Regions from separate parts of the Bombyx mori genome. Here region 1 is linked to region 2. Evidence: chromatin contacts called from public Hi-C data. All regions are on one chromosome and are shown on one strand. The core of a region is the stretch at or near the end of the contact, and the rest is flanking DNA. Distances in the headings are between cores, read along the strand shown. Region 1 has its middle 48 kb from the start of Miriab-8. Region 2 has its middle 6.2 kb from the start of Miriab-8.

Evidence for each region. Hi-C and Micro-C count contacts between places; a contact is called where the count stands out from the background.
Region 1: a Hi-C map of whole pupa shows a contact between it and region 2, with 4 times the contacts expected there. The contact joins two enhancer-like sites. A contact is called at or near these places in 2 of 7 Hi-C or Micro-C datasets (both in whole pupa).

What each region holds. Positions count from the first base shown.
Region 1 is chr6:6,414,808-6,418,931 of ASM3026992v2, reverse strand. No RefSeq gene overlaps it. Among protein-coding and RNA genes, the nearest start is that of Miriab-8, 48 kb to the right of the region's middle. Within about 2 kb of position 1,566, at least 8 of the 8 cell types and tissues checked have open chromatin away from gene starts, as enhancers often do.
Region 2 is chr6:6,372,413-6,376,726 of ASM3026992v2, reverse strand. No RefSeq gene overlaps it. Among protein-coding and RNA genes, the nearest start is that of Miriab-8, 6.2 kb to the right of the region's middle. Within about 2 kb of position 1,511, at least 6 of the 8 cell types and tissues checked have open chromatin away from gene starts, as enhancers often do.

The DNA.
Region 1 (4,124 bases), core at 317-2,816, 42 kb before region 2:
TCCCCTCGTTTCCAATTCGAGCATTATTTTGCACACTTAACATAAAGCTAAACAATTTTAATTTTATTTATTTTCGGTTCTAATATTGGCATATACTATTGTCGTATACTCTACAGTGAGTATGTGCTGTGGCATATCGCTAATAACTAGTGCTATTTGTTGACGTGCAAAATTTACGGCGAAAGACTTAGTAAGCTTTTAGTTGACGCCGATAATATCTCATTCATTTGTTTTTAAGTACCTAAGCCTTGTTAATAGTCGTTCGATTCTATATGTATTAGCATCTTGTTTTTGTTTCTGGATCATAAGTATCTGTTTGATACTTAAATTAGCTACCGTTCTAATACAGTTAAATCTGAGATCTATTACCGATTTGGAAAAAATCAAGCCTTGTTTGTATTCCCCGGTTTCGAAGGCCTCATAAAACTAGGTAAGTGGACGAAGTAAGCAGTTGTACATAATGTAGGTATCTTAACTACATCTTAATTACACATAATTATTTATGTGAGCTTCATATTGACCTTTATATTGAATCGATTTGAGTAAATTATTCTTCTGAAAAGGATAACACAGAAATTAACATATTTTTAAGTCACCTATCTTAATGTTTCTATTCTAATATAACGTGAAACGCTTAATCTGCCTTCCGCTCGGCGCCGACAAACATTTGTTCGTTTGAAATTCTGTCAGAGATTCACCTCATTATTTACTTTACATATTGATAGTTATGTTAATTAAATAAAGAACGATTTAGAATACATCAAATCTCTGTTTTATCGTTGTATGTTTAATTTATAACGCATTGAAACCGCTCTGGATTGAATAAATGAAGCGAAGCTCACAAAACCGCAGACTTAAAGCGCATATCAAAGCTATCGTCTTTCAGATGTCCGTTGATCACGCGGAACGTTTTCTTCACGGCTGTTTATTGAACATAAAAAAAACTACATTATAATTAATTTATTCTCAATAGATTTTATGTTCTATATTTTAAAGGCAATTTCAGTTGTATTTTGATTTCGGACTGGATGGTTGTTTTGTTAATAGTATTGGCGTTAATTTTAACGGTGTTCATAACTGCAGCCGTTTAGTCTTCCGACGGCTATAAGGTTTTTATGTATCTGAATTTTTGATTTTCCTTTTGAATTCAAGACAACAACTTTAAAATTGCTGTCAATGTGACAATGCTTAGTGATGTATTATTGTTTATGTTGTATTAGTGTTATTTTAGTGCTAGTGTGTACAGTGTTGTTTGTATATATTTGTATGTGAAAGTTTAAATCTCAGCCTACAATATTAGTTATTCATCGTAAAACATTTTGGTGTAATTCTTCTGAAATTTTATTACTGCCTTAGGGCAGAATCAGCAGATTTCTCATGAATACACGTAGTCCTACGCCATCAGCCATAACTAAAATGACTGCATACGTCAGGAATATAAAGGAGGTTCTTTATACAAACCCCGCCTGAAATCGCATGGCCGACTGTTCTTCGTACGCCTGACACGACATGATTGGTACAAAACTGTAGAAACTAGTTCATCCAGTATTCCGCCAGCCAATCAGCATCGTGTATTTTAAAAGGTCATTTAGAAGACATCTTGCACAGATCATGCATCTCGCTTATAACTCTGTAGAGAGACCGAGAAGAAAGCATTTGCGTATGTAGTTGTGCAGCTCACAGAGCTACCTTGAAGACAAAACAGATGGCGCTAATTGTCAAGTAGTTCCACTGCTTAACACTAGATGGCGATACCATAGATATAATAAATTATGAAGGAGTCAGCTGTTTCCAATGGGATTATAATGGAAAGAGGGTGTCGCTGTGTCCCAGAAAAGTAACGCATTCTCCTTTACTATTTCAGCCCTTGTTAGTTTATTGTCGTTCACAAAAATTCCAAATTATACACACGGTTATCAAATACTACGCACATATTTATTGTTAAGGTTATTTTTCAGTTTTTCCTTGGTTACTGTTTTAAATACAATACTGATTTAAAGTGAAAAATTCAATAGCACACTTATAGAAGCAGTAGCGATTTTACCGTATCAAAACACGTGGCACTGGTACAGGTTATTGTTTTATGTTGCGTGTGAACCGCCTATTAGCTCGGTAAGTCAAGCGTTCATAAAACTGTTTGTCTATTAATAACGATCTCAGAGACAGTAAACTGTGATTTATTTCCAGCATAAAATAGTTTTAATTTGGTTCTGCATAATTTCTTTGGAGTAGGAAGAAACGCTTCCTTCTTACTTGGTCAGCGAAAAACGAAAATTATATACAAAAAACTATCACCGTCGGCTTGGGATATTTAATTCCTTTTCGTACAAGCTTTCGTAATGGCGCTAAGGATACGTGGTGCACATATCTGTTGCAAAGCACTTTTGCATTTCAGATTAAAATTTAGGACAGTAGTAATACAATGGAATCTCATGTCTCCAGGTGTCTGGCAATGTATGTGATATGGTGTCTACGGATTTCCTTAAAAAAACGTAAGAATATTACTCCCCCTAAAATTTACGTTACTTTAATGAATCCTAAACATTATGTTTATTGTGCTTCTTTATAATACAACATAATATTAACATAATACTCATAAAATAATCTTATATGGCTTAATAAATACAAGATAGAGTTGTATCATGTTTAGGGCTTGAACGTAAATCATTACCTATTTGAAAAGGCATAAGTAAGGTATAAGTTCACTGGAATATCACATTTAAAATATATCATTAATAACAAAGTATTACTAATAACAACAAATAATAGATAATGAAGAAACTACCTAAAGACAAAGAATGAAAATAATGAACACAAGATTAAACTGTGTAGGTAGTTTTAATTAGTTTTAAGATTTTAGGTTTAGATAACACTGAACATTTAGTACAGTTAACTTTATCGATTCGTTACCACCGAGATTATAGTGATAGGAATAAACATCCTGTTTTTTTAGTTAAAAAACACTAATTTGAACGCCATTTTGAATATAGAGTAACAATTAAAGTACTCGTTCAATATAATTTATTACTTAATTTTAATAAAAGTTTCATTATATAAAACAAACGCTTATCATAAATGGCTCTCACAAATTCATAAATGCGTTTATATTTATTTTTTGAATAATATCAAACACGGGTGGCATTTTAAGATTTAATAAAATCATGAATTTATATTTTATTCCATAAAATATTGCATATTAAGTGCTATTATTATAAACTAGTATCTTAACAGTTTTTTTTTTATTTATTAGAAATAATTTAAAAAAAGCCTTTGGTGTAGTCACACATTAAAAATATGACAACGTATCAAATTCAACAAGGTAAATCATTTTAAAATCATTCAATAAAATCATTTTACCCTATTAAACTTGAAAAACCACATACTTTGGTCTCAGCACTTAGAAAAAAATATTGAAAGAAAGAAACAATGTATTTACCCTAATATTTACACCTAGTGAGGCTAATGGCGGTGGTAGGATGTCTTGTGACTCCGCACGGGTTACCACCACCCTGCCTATTTCTACCTTGCAGCAGTAATGCGTTTCGGCTCGAAGGGTGGGGCAGCCGTTATACTAAAATATACTATAGAACAGAGACTTAGAACTCATATCTCAAGGTAAGTGGCGGCATTAACGTTGTTGATGTTGATGAGCTCTGATAATCACTTAACACCAGGTGTGCTGTGTGCTCGTACACCCGTGTAAGCAAGAAAAAAGGAATCAAGTGTGATTTAGTAATTATTTGCCTAAAACCATAAATTCAGTGCGATGTCTTTTAGGGGCTAACTCGTTTATTCCTAAGCGCACCAAAAAAGTTTTTTAACTTTAATGTATCATAAAACCAACATTATTCATTTTAATTCATAAAATTATCTTTTAATACACGTTTTACCTTTTGGCTAATTAACCATTACTTACATTGATCAATGTTAACATTTACTTCATTATTATATTTAATTGGTAAGCGAATTAATAACGAAAAGAGGTAGACATAATTATCTATTACTATCATCATATCATTTCCAACGCTTCAAATGCTTTACAGTAGGTATTCGTGATCAAGAACGACTAATATATATTTCGTCACTGTTTCATTTTAGTAGTTATAACCTTTTAACTTTGAATA
Region 2 (4,314 bases), core at 262-2,761:
CAATAAAGATTCGTAAACATTATCTATGCAAAATACTTTTTATAGGAATATTATTGACTAGCGACCCGCCCTCGCTTCGCTTCGGAAACATTAAAACACACATGAAACCAAAAAAATAAATATAAAAAAAATTTAAAAAAGTAGCCTATGTTCATCAGGGACAATGTCGGCTTCTAATGGAAAAAGAATTTTTCAAATCGGTCCAGTAGTTTCGGAGCCTATTCGAAACAAACAAACAAACAAATATTTCCTCTTTATAATATTAGTATAGAAAACAGCAAATCAAAGATATCATTAATTAGAACGAATAAGGATTATACAGGTTTTTGTACACGCGCGTAAACCAATCGATTTTTGTCCGTATAACGATTAAATATATTTTATAATTACTCGAAATTCTGAGATGGAAAAAAATGTTTGTCGAAAATACGGCGAGGCAGGTAGTGTAGTATCGCTTAATCGAGACGAGAGGCGCTGTCGGAGGATCGACATTAATCGGAGGTTTTACGAGGGGAATCTGAGCCGCAGACGAGCCTCTCTCATCTCGTTGAACAAGTATAAGCAAAAAATTCACATAAAACTTTGGTAGTTACGTACGATTCTCATGTACTTGAATAATTTTTTTTTTTTACAAAAATAATCTAGTATTTTTCTCTTATTGTAAGCTTAGCGTGCGTTGTGATTTGTAGTCATCATTAAATAATTTTGATATTACTAAATAAAAAATTACATTAAACTCGTCTTTAGGATTCCGTATATACCAAAAAAGCAATTTTTATTTATTTATTACGATTATCATTTACATTATTTTTAATAGAACACTGACAAAATTAGTGTTTTGTTCTGGGACATTTAATTTCTCCAAATCTACTTGATGGTAAAGAGAATAGGTATACCTAGGAACATAATAAAAGACCAATTTTCAGTTTTGCAAGGACATTTTTTTGTAAATATGTTCATTAAGAATATCATGTTATTGTGTGCATTATTTCTAATGAAATACTTATGATTATATTATGTAAAAAAAGGTCATCCCTGATAGGTAACTGATAGTAAAAATCTAAAGTATTAATTTTAGCATTTAATTTCAGCAAAAATTTTTGTAATAGCGTTTTTAAAATAAATACCCATACTTAGAAATATAACAAATTTCTGAATAATACCTGAAATTATGGAGATTTAATTTATTAAATACCATTACTCTGACTATATACCTATATCTTGCGTGCTATTTGTATCACTACAATAAAATTTACTTAGCCCTGGAAAATGAAAAAATAAAGGAACTAAAATTTTATTTCATACCCAAAAGTGATTTATCTCATCCCTCGCATAGCCTACACATTATCCTACATAGAAAGAAAAGTAGTACGGAATCGAAGGAGTTCGTCCAAACTGGAATATAATTTTAAAGATGGCTGCCGGTCTCGACCTTCCCTCACCCCCGCTCCCGTACCCGCACCCCGACGCAGCCTAAAATATTATGCACCGAAAATCCATTGTCTGTTACCATGACAACGGACCGCTCGATACCGACCGCTCACAGCCGCACAATCAATGTTACATTCATCTCGCTTACTCTTTAAGTAGCCAGATGCTGGATCCGCTTTCGGGTGATTGTTGTATTCGCGCAACGATGGCTGAATGCCAGTTTGTAGGGTTAGCATAAAACGTTACGTACAGCCGAGTATTGAGCCAGGTTCTTGTTGGAAGGTTATATTCGAACAAGAAAATATTAGTATACATACATAGATATAGCTAGCAAGTATATGGGAAGGCTCTGTAGTAGTACACAGGAAAATGGTGGCCTATTTACTTTTCACATAGAACAATGCCGAGGGTGCCATTTGCGACAAAGAAAAGATAGTGAGTAATTAAAAATGAAAATAATATTCTGCGGAGTTGAAACTCAAAAAATTACATAATGTATTGGCTACATACCAATGAAATTTAATGAATATATCCACAAAATAATACAATCCAAAAGCAATTTAAATTTAAAATAATTTGATACACCAACCTCACTTTATAATAAAAAATAACGAATGAAAAACTTAAAACTCACTTCCACTGATGCATTTCACTGAATTCTCTATAGTAAATGAAGCAATTAGTAAAATAAAAGAGAAATATACATTTCTCAATATTCATGTCACAAGAGTCACCGTGCAAATGGTAAGGACATGATCACAAATCCTAAGTAAATTTAGAAAGTAGTGCATTCCCTGCTACCATTGGCCGTTTGGATGATTTGTTTTTGGTACCTTTACGGCACTTTCTCTTTTTTTGTTACAGTTACCGTTCTTCCTGGTGTGTTCAGAATGCGGAAGGGTTTCGTAGCTTTCGCCCCTTAGACAATGGCTTTATGACATTTCTCTTTTACAGCCATGAGGTGATTGAATTGTTTTTTGTGAAGCAACGAAACATGGTTGAAGTCGGTGGAGGGTTGAAGAGAAAATGTCACTCGTAATGCTACTATGACTATGTGTTACTTATAAGGGTTTTTTAGCGATTCTTTTCCCTTTGCACATTTTATTTGATTTAGGATCTCCTTGTAAAACATATTTTCTTTCGAGAGATTGCTCTTAATTATATAATTACTAGTAGACTATTACGTTGCTGCTGATATCATTTTTGTCCATATTTTGGCTACCATGTAATGGACAGCTTACCTTTGTATCGCTTGGGATTGTGAAGAAATCGATTAATCCGATGGCTTCGCCTCTCCTCAAGATGACCATACCATCGTCGCAGACGCTCTGTCACGTTATTGAATATGGAAACAACTTAAATGGTCCTCATTTATGGTCATTTTAAACTTTACAAAACGATGGTACCTGTTTCTGTCCTTGACTTTTACATAAGCGTATTAAAATATAAAATAAATTCAGGCGCAATAAAAAAAATATTGATAAATCGAATTTTATAAATTGAAGAAATTAAATGAAACATTTATCCTACAAAAAACTTTAATTTTATTTACGAGTCATGCCGAGTAGACAAAATAATAACTACTTTTTACTCTGGGTAAAAGATTCATAATTATTTTTTTTAAACCCACTGGATTTCTCACCGGATCTTCTCAGTGGGTCGCGTTTCTGATCAGCCAGTAGATTCTGTGAAGCACTGCTATTGCTAGGGCCAATATTAGCACATTCTTTCAGGTAATAATGCCCTGTGAGCCCACCTTCCAATCACAGCGTGGCTGAAATAGCCTCTTAGGCTACTAGCGAATAGGCAAAAATAAATATTTTTTTAATTCCATTAATACAAAAATTCACAATTTTAAGATTAAGTGCATGATCACTTCTCCCACGTAGTTCCGTAATCTACCAGTAGATGGCGCTGTAATATATTTTAATAATAAAGCCATATTTGAAGAAAATCACATTTAAACGTCGAGATTAGTAAATCAAAACGTAGATACTAGGCGTTTGGTAAAAAAATTGACTTGAGGATTTTTCAGTCTTATGGCTTAAGAGTAAGTAGTTCATCTATATATAAATATACACACAGTAAAATGCACTTTTACGGTCTAATCTTGTTTTAAATACATAATTTCAATTCCAAGCGTAAAACTGTTATCTAGATGAACAAAGTTACTACGAAAATATAGTTCGTTTCCAGGATCTTACACAAAGAATAGACCAAGTATCCTTTTTTTTTTCCTGCCTAAGCTAATAGCCTTGAGAGGCTATATCAGCGTAATCTTAACTATTAGGTAAGCTCACGACGCTCAAGCCTGACGACGCTGCTAACACAAACCCTAGCAAGAGCCGTGCTTCGCAGAATCTACCACCGGATCGGAAACGCGACCCACTGAGAAGATCCGGCGAGAAACTCAGTGGGCTGTGTCTATGGGTTAATTTACTCGTCGAGCCCTTCGTCGCAAGCGCCGCGTTCGACGAGAATGATGACCGGTGCTTGAGGTACCTAAAAGCACCGTTAGTGGATCGGGAGGATCCGAAATGACGTGTTTTGGGCGACGTCGACTGCTTTCCATTCTGTCCGCAGCATCAGGAATGACCAAGTATCCAGTATACTAAAATAACTTTCCTACGAGAGTATGTATATAACCATTCGGCCTAGTACTTCCGTAAAATGGACACTCGTTTCTGTTTGATAAAAAAGACATTTTACAATACAATTGATATTTCGATTGCATGACTTAGAGTTTTTTTATTAATTGTTTTGCCCATGTAGGTAGACGAGCATACTGCCCCCCTGATGGTGAATGGTTACCGTCACTCATGGACATCAGCAATGCCAGGGGCAGAGCCAAGCTTCTGCCTACCGTATAAGAGTGTCAGTATT